Regions from separate parts of the Mus musculus genome. Here region 1 is linked to region 2. Evidence: chromatin contacts called from public Hi-C data. All regions are on one chromosome and are shown on one strand. The core of a region is the stretch at or near the end of the contact, and the rest is flanking DNA. Distances in the headings are between cores, read along the strand shown.

What was found. A called contact is a pair of places that touch in the nucleus more often than the background predicts.
Region 1: a Hi-C map of CD8 T cells shows a contact between it and region 2, with 6 times the contacts expected there. The contact joins two enhancer-like sites. A contact is called at or near these places in 2 of 484 Hi-C or Micro-C datasets (CD8 T cells and rod photoreceptor), 2 of 115 datasets of contacts at active chromatin or transcription factors (effector CD8 T cells and regulatory T cells) and 1 of 9 other capture datasets (liver).

Annotation. Positions count from the first base shown.
Region 1 is chr17:84,304,978-84,309,103 of GRCm38.p6, forward strand. All of the region lies in intron 29 of Thada (thyroid adenoma associated), which reads right to left. Among named protein-coding and RNA genes, the nearest start is that of Gm24492, 19 kb to the left of the region's middle. Within about 2 kb of position 1,339, at least 48 of the 459 cell types and tissues checked have an H3K27ac peak or open chromatin away from gene starts, as enhancers often do. A contact at or near this core is called in CD8 T cells and regulatory T cells, where this site is marked.
Region 2 is chr17:84,030,682-84,034,797 of GRCm38.p6, forward strand. All of the region lies in intron 4 of Gm35551 (a long non-coding RNA gene), which reads right to left. Among named protein-coding and RNA genes, the nearest start is that of 8430430B14Rik, 34 kb to the left of the region's middle. Within about 2 kb of position 1,975, at least 48 of the 459 cell types and tissues checked have an H3K27ac peak or open chromatin away from gene starts, as enhancers often do. A contact at or near this core is called in CD8 T cells and regulatory T cells, where this site is marked.

The DNA of each region.
Region 1 (4,126 bases), core at 89-2,588, 270 kb after region 2:
TAGAGCAGGGCAGGCACACTGTGTTTGCTGAGTTAAACTCAGTCGTCACCATGTCCTTGCAGCCTCACCACTTCCTAGATCCAGAACTGCTCAAGTCCAAGGCTCAGGAAGAGAGGGTGTGAGCACTGTGACTGAGCAGTTGGAGAAAACCCTGGTGTTCCAGCAAGGAGACTTATGCAGAAAAACAAAGAGAAGGGGGAGAGAGAGGAGTGGAGGCAGGGAAGGTCCGATGAGTCTTTTCCATGTTAGTCCCTGACCTTTAGTAACGATCCACACAATCTCTAACGCTGGCGGACTCTGTTCCAATGTTGACCAATTACAACACGCTCAATGTAAGGAGACCAATCAACCAGTAACAGGTAACATAAGAAAAGAGATGGACTCTTGGCTTAACTACCCTAGTCATGAAAGCTGTTACTCTTGTCAACTGCAGGGAGGAAGCACATTATAAAAAGAGCCATGGGCTTTAGAGTGAAGTACACCTCTCCCTTTGACTGGGAAGGGAGTGGATGACTGAAGGGCTCTAGTCTTGCTACTTTGCAGGCTTGAATGCTTGAGCATGAATAAAATCAAAGGTTACCTTTACTTCCATGGTAAACTAGGCTGACGTCCTAGGCCATCCAAAGTCATCTATGTATGGTTAATACACTGTACTGTACAAGCAGGCAGCCCCGCCTCTGAGCTCCATGGATAGGAAAGACATCTCTCTCTCTTTCCCTTTCTCTTAGAACTCAGAATTCTCAAGATGGAGAAATCAAGTCTCCAAATCGGGGAGAAAAAAAGAACTGAACAGAAAAGCAAAGTTGATGTCAATTACTAGGGAAGCGCAGCTTGCTTGTCTCTCACACCGAGGTGCGGTGGCACCAGAGTGATTGTTTAGATTGAAGACAAAACTTGTCTAGACCATTCAAATAAATACACAAATGGTTTTCTCACGCCCAACAAGCTCCATCTAACTGCGAGCTTTATGAACAAGCTTTCTTTTACCTTTTATATTTGATATTATACCATCAGAAACTTGAGTAAAAGACGTGGTGGATGAACAAACCCAAAATTCAAACTCTCCCCTCAGATGCTGTACACTTCTTTATGAAATATCAAAATGTTAGTTAAATACGTAAGAATCAGAACAAAGCTTTCCTTGGAGTTGTTGGCCAAACTTGGTCTCAACAAGAGAACTTTCTGAATGGCACTGCCAGCTCTTAGGAGGGGCAAGTGACCTAGTAATAACATTAAGTTCCTAACATGAAGAGCTGTGGCAGTAAAACAGTTCACTCTACTTCACAGAGGGGTGGACCTGCCAGTGTTGCTCTGAGTGATCACTGTAAGCTCCATGGCTCTGCTGCCTCCACTGAGACTTCCTGTGGTTACCTTGGGCTCTTCAGAACCTGCTGAACTATATCTCACCTTCCCAGCATGCATCACTTCCACCCACCTCAGCACTGTCACGCTGAGCCTCTGGCTCTGGATGATCAGGAAAGGAACTCACAAGTCCCAGTTATGCACACCCTATAATTTGAATCTTTCCCAGAGCCAGAAACTCAAGGGTCAGCACATTTTTGTCTTTAAGGTATACTGAAGAAACACTCTGGGGTGTGATATGTTTATGTAAACATCTTCAAAGAAGTCAATGTATAATTCAAGAAAATATTCTCTGAAAGAATTTGTTTTCTGATTACAAAATGATTTCCTGCTCTCGAAAACCGAAGAGTTTTGTGTTTACTTAGCTGGCTCTGAAGGTCCCGTGGAGAGTATCACTCCTTTCAGGCTCTTAGCATCTCTTTTCCAAAGGCAAGTATTTGCTGGCTTCAAAGGCAGCTCTCTGTAAAGAATCTACCAAGGAAGACTCCTCCCTGCCTGTCTCCACCCTTTAGATGCTCACTGACAGCACTGCAGACCCAAGGACCCGAGCACCTTTGACTCCTTTCCCACCAGGTGAAGTAGCCTTAGGAACTACAAGGTCTGTCCAACCACACAGTGAACACCCAGCCCCCACACTGTGACTCCCTCCCCCAGTAAGCCTTTCTTGCACTTTGGTGCAACAGCCAGGGCCCGCCATGGAGGAGGCACCTAAGCGGCCCACCAGCACAAGCGGAGAAAGGAAGGAATGGCCCCACTTACCTACACTGCTGAAAGAACCCAGCCAGCAGCATGGCTGTAACCTTTCATGTTGTGGGCACTCTAACTCCCACAGTGTACATTTTCAAGACTCAGTTTTGCTCTTTTCCTTGTCACTAGTCTGTTTCCTTTGAAACAGCAGCAGAGTTGGGGGCCAACAGCTCTGACTTGGGATTTCTGAGGCAACCTTTCTACTCTTGTGGTGGTCCCTGTGACTCCCACCAGTGTATCTTGACCAGGGCCATGAGGTACAGAAGGTGGCAGTACGGCCCCATCAACCTGATCTTCAGAAAGTTGCAAAATAGGTCTTTGATTCAGGTGTGGCTCTGTGCGCAAGTCAGTGTGCTGACAGAGGGTTGTGCTACTGGCTTTGACGAGTACATGAACCTTGTACTAAATGATATAGAAGAAAGTGTTTCCAACTAGAAATGGTCAAGCATGGGAGAAATTGAGAAAGCAGTACAGTGGTTTTAAAGGTGTTTTCTGCTAGCACAGTCTGAAAGATTTATTAATATTTTTTAGAAGTCCTTGTGTTATTATCAGGAGACAATAAATGCTATGAGATTGTTTTTTGTTACAAAAAAGAAAGCAAGAAAGCAAGGAAGGAAGGAAGGAAGAAAAAGAAAAAGAAAGAAAAGAAACAAAATGAAAAAAAGAAAGCAAGAAAGAAAGGCAGATAGACCGACAGAAAGAAACCTAACTTGTTTTATTTAAACCAATGATGATCTTTGGGCCTTTATGGCCTGTTTCCAAGGCTAGGATAACCTGTGCTTCTTCTCTTTAACATAGGAATGAAGAGAGGACCCAAAGGCTCTAAATGCTTAAGGCTTTATAATAAGAACCACATGAGATGGGAGATATGGTACTGTGGGTAAAATACTTGCCATACAAGATGAGGACCTAAAATGAATACCCAGTCCAAAGGTAAAAATCCGGAGGTACAACCCGAAGGGAAGAACCCCTGAAAGCTTGCAGGCCAGCACCCTGGTGTACAGAGCAGAGAGCCTCTCAAACAAGGAAGAAGGTGAGGACTGACCTCTGGGGCTGCCCTCTGACGGCCACCTAGGTGCCTGGGAGTACATCTCTGAACTCCAACACTTCTCGCCTCCCAACAAAAGCAATTACAGAAAGCTGTAAAGCACAAAGGATCTGAGGCCCACTCAGTTCTGAACTGAGAGCCGGCGGCGGGTGGGTGTGTGTCTTTTTAGGAGCCCCATGGGATCAAGCTACTTTAAAATGATGCTAAGATGGTGGCTTCCTTTACTTTTCCTTCATCATGTGCAGTTAAGCTTATTGCGTTTAAGGATTGTGAGAATGTCTTCCCCGGTGATAAAGGAGTATGGCTTTGGGTTCTTATGTCTTGATATTCTCTCATTTCTACTGTCTAAGTAAATACTGAAAGGTAAAGCCTGCTCGGTACCCTCATTAATTTCAAGTGGGTAAAGTGCTGAGAACCACTGAGGTGGCACTTTGGTCTGACCCACAACTTCCTGTTCCCAGGCTGGCACCTTCCCCTCCACCTTATACTACCATGTTCTCTGCCTAAGAAACTCCTTCCCCATGCCTGATTAACTACTGTCAGCCTCTGTTAACTGCTACCTGCCCTGTGGTGCTGGCCCTGATTTCTCCACTTTAAACTGATGGCCCTGCCATGTGTCACCCGTCACCTAGCACGCTCCATTGGGACTGTCTACTTTCTGGTCTTGATGTTGTCAGACTTACTGTTCTGACGATGACACAATAGCATATAGTAGGTATTCAATAAATCTTTACTGAATATATAAACAACCAAGCCATGAAGACGAAACCACAGATCTACCTTACGTTTCACCTTCGGGCATATGTTTGTTTATATCATGGGTCAGGGTGCATATCTGATACAGAACCAGGCAGTCCATCTCTGGAATTGCACACTGTGAACCATTTCACACAGTCCCCCATGGCAGTAGTGTAGACTTCAGGTTTACAGTATGTCCTGGGAGCTCAGGGCCAACTCTCATTCTGCTTC
Region 2 (4,116 bases), core at 725-3,224:
CTAATTAGCTGACTATTACAGGGTTATCCTAACAGGCATGGCTGGGAGTTAGAAGGGACTTTTCTTTTCTTTTTTTTTTTTTTTCGGGTTTTTTTTTTTTTTTTTTTTTTTAGTTTTTAAATTTTTAATTATGTGTCTGTGTGTCCGTCTGTGTGGGTGTAAGTACACATGAATGCAATTAACCACAGACACCAGAAGAGGGCAGCAGATCCCCTGGGCCTGGAGTTACATGTGGTTATGAGCCACCTGAAATGGGCTCTGGGAACTGAACTCAAGACCTCTGGCAAGGACCCACCGAGCCATCTCTCCAGCCCTGTGACATTCTTAATCCTCCCGTGTCTTGCCTGAACCCTCCCAAGCTGAGAACACTCCTTTGTTGAGGATTCTCTGACCTTGGCAATGCTGTCTAGGGAACCGAACTGTCCCACGCACTAGGAACCAGCTCTAACCAGTGAAGGGGCTCCCCTTTATCTTGCTGTCCAGCAGCCCAGGGCCAGAAACTCATTATTACTGGGTATTGACTCCTGGACCCCTCCCCTCTCTTCACCCTGGCCAGCCCACTCCATCCATGCTCCTTCTAGTCTTTTTTTTTTTTTTTTTTTTTTTTTTTTTTTAATCAGCCTTGGCCCCTCTGACCTGCTGTGCTAGACCACCTTTGGACTACGGGCCTGAAGCTGGCAGGCTACACCCTTCTTCACATGGTGAAACCCTACCCATGAGCTCCCCCATGGAAAGCCCAACCACATAACAGCGTGAGGAAGAAGGACATGCACAACAGCCTAGGTTGGCGCTGGGGGACCCCTGGCTTCCCAGATGCTTTTCAAAAAAGCATCTTCCAGCCCAGTCAGCGCCACATCTGGAAGCCGGCTGGAAATTCCAACCATGCTCCCCAGCTAGGAAATGTGTCAAATCCTCCCAGAGACTGCATGGAAGCAGGAAACACTGGAGAGGAGGGCCAACTCCACAGGACCCCTAGGAGCGTTGGAGAATTCCAGATGTCACCAGGAGTCCATAGTCCTTAGCCCTGCTCCCTGCCTGCCCCCAAGGAAATTAAAGAGGCCTGGAGAGAATGACAGAGCTTGTGTCTCCCGGGGACCCACGACTCCATGTGTGCGTGTGAGACACTGAGTTCTTGATACACACTGAGTTATTTTTTCCTGGAGAGAAAAATGTTGCCGTGCCTCTGGAGGGTCATCTGCCCAGAAGAATCTCTTGATGCGTGAAGAAGTCATGGTCTCTCTTCTCTCTGACACACGCACACATCTCCCAGAGGCCCCAGGGCATCCATTCCTGAGAGCTGGTCTCATTGAGAAGATCTGGCCCTGGCTCCTTCTGTAGCCCTCAGCAAGTGTAAATCTCCAGTGATCGCCATGGCCACAGATTAAATGGCTAGAAACAGCAAGCATTGGTTTCCCTCCAGTTCTGGAGGCTGGAAGTTCAATTTCAACATTACTGGCCTAAAGTCAGGCATCTACAGGCCAAGGCTCTGGGGGAAAGCCCACTTCCTTGTCTTTCTTAGTATCTAATAGATGCCTTGGCCTGTAACCCCTTCCCCCACCTTCACAGACCACCTCTCATCCCTTTGTCACATCACTGGCTCTAACTTATCCTCCATCCCTCTTATAAGCCACTTGTGATTAGATTGGACCTGCCTCAGCAGCAATCAACCCCTTAAAGTTCCTGTTGCTTTGAGGACAGCGCACGCATGGATCTTAAGGCTGAGGTCACTGTCCAGCCTTGTGCAGCAGAGGCCCCACCCTGGGCATCAGTTTCCCTCGTGTTTGCTTCAGGGCAGATCTTCCAACTCTGACACTAAGACAGAGGACCTCTTTCCTCCAGTTAAGTAGGCTTGGCCTCTCTGCTCTCTGTTCAGAGCGGTCTCTGAAGCTCACATTGCTTTCTTTCCATCACTACAAGAGAGACTTCTCTACCCTGCCTTCAGTACCAGGAAGTCATGCCCATGTAGAGATCGGTGCCTACACCCAAGTGACATCCGCCACCCACGGAGGAGAGGTTACTCTCCTCAGCCCCTTGTAGGTGAGGATCATAGCTTTAACTTTCTCTGGGGCTGGCCTCACATGCCCAGCTGTTGTTCGGGAAGAAAAATCCTGGAGAGGCGATGAAGACAGGTGTGTGGGAGAGGAAGAGACGGGTGTGGACGCTCCTCTCCTGACACTGTTCCCAGTGCTTTGGTGTCCTGGGGCTCAGCTACCCGCCTGGTCTCCTCAGCACTGTGCTGACACTCCCTAGAAGACCTTGGAAGCCTTGTGAGCTGTAAGACATCCAAAGGGCCGAGGGAGGTAGTGCTGTACTTTAAGCCTAGAAACACTAGGATTTGGAGGCCACGGCACATGCCTGTGAGGAGATACAGCCACGGCTTAGTCCCTGCTGTACCCATTGCCTGGTGTCTCCCCATTCTGTTATTTCTGACTTACAAGCCACCTGCTGCAGAAAGCAGCATCAAGTCTAAGGAAGCTAAAGTTCCTTGATGCCCCCAGAACTGTGGGATGGCTCCGTGTCCTGGACAGGCACTGACTGCATCCTACAAGTAGACACTCTGCTTCGGAGGGGCTCAGAGTCCCCCTCACTCTGTCGGGCCAGGCATGCTTGAGACCACAGGCTAAGGGTCGCCAGTCTGAAGAGACGGCAGGGTGCCGTGACGGTTGGTTTTAAAGCCAGCTTGCCATGACCTGGAATCGGAGAAGGGAGTCTCGGGTGAGGACGGTCAAGGTCAGGTTGGCCTGAGGGCATGTGTGTGGAGAGCTTATCTTTATTAACTGAGGTGGGAAGGCCCAACCCGAATGCAGGTGGCTCTATGTCATGAGCGGAGTCCCACGGTATATGAGTGAAGGAAGTTGGCAGAGCAGAGCAGCCATTGAGAAAGGATCTGTTTATTTTCCCCCTGCTCCTGGTGGTGGGTGTGCTGCTTTCATGTTCCCTGGTTCCAGGAGTTCCCTGCAAAAATGGACTATAACCTGCAAAGGCAAGCCAAATGAGTCCCTTTTCCCCTAAGTTGCTTTTTTTTTGGGGGGGGGGGGGCGGCGGGAGGGTCAGGATATCTTATCATAGCAACAGAAAGGAGAGTAAAACACTTTAACTCCCGCCACAGGGGGATGTCCCTGAGTTCGCTAGATTTCCACTATAGCGGCAAAAACAAACAAACAAACAAAAATCTGAGATGACCAGCTTAAAGGAGAGAAGCCTTGCCCGTGCTTTTGGAAGGTCGCCACCCACCATTGGTTGGTCCGATTATTTTGTGGCAACACAGAGGTCATGGTAGGAGTGTGGGGCACAGAAGGCCACTACCTTCGTGGGAGCCAAGAATCAAAGAGAAAGAGATCCCTTAGCGGCTCTGAGGACACGCCCTCCCAAAGACAAACTTCAGATAGGCCCCGCCTACTGAAGGGTCCACTGACTTCCAAGGGCTCCTCGGGCAGGACCCTTTAGGATGCTCCCAGCCCCAGCTCTAGCAGCCCGTGTCTGAGGACCCAGAGAGAGGGCTGAAGACTGAGAGCCGTTGGAGTTCACTGTTCGCCTCCTCTGCCCTGCAGTTGTGCAGCGCTAGGTGGGATGTTGCCTGACTCCTACGGGGGGGGGGGGGGCGGTCCCAGGGGGCATCGGTCTCCAGACCTGGAACAGAACAAACCCAGACCTGCTGTGACACCGGGAGGCAGGACCCGCATATAGTTCTCCTGGCATGGTTGCTGTCTACTGTCAGTGCACCACCACACTGAAGCTCGAGGCCTTATCAGAACCCCTCAGTGGCTCCCACTGCCTTCCCTTCCTGTCTCCTGCCCACCCGTGATTTGGTGATCACATGCATTTCAAGGGTTTCCTGTCCCACTGAGAAGGAGTGCATTCAACGTTCTTCTTATAAGCTCCTAGGGTGGTAGAGTGCCTGACCCCCAAGAGAAACGAAAGGACCCTGATCTGACCCTGGCTTCACCAGGGACCGTTACTGCTGCCTTCGAGTTTGCTCTCTCTGCTGAGGCCCTCCTGGGTCTCTGCCTCCACTTCAGGACCCCTGTGTCTCCTGCCCTCTTTGCTAGAGCCCTCTCTCCATGCTGCCTGTTTCTGTTTGGCTCCAATCCATCCTTCTATTTCAGACTGTTTCTA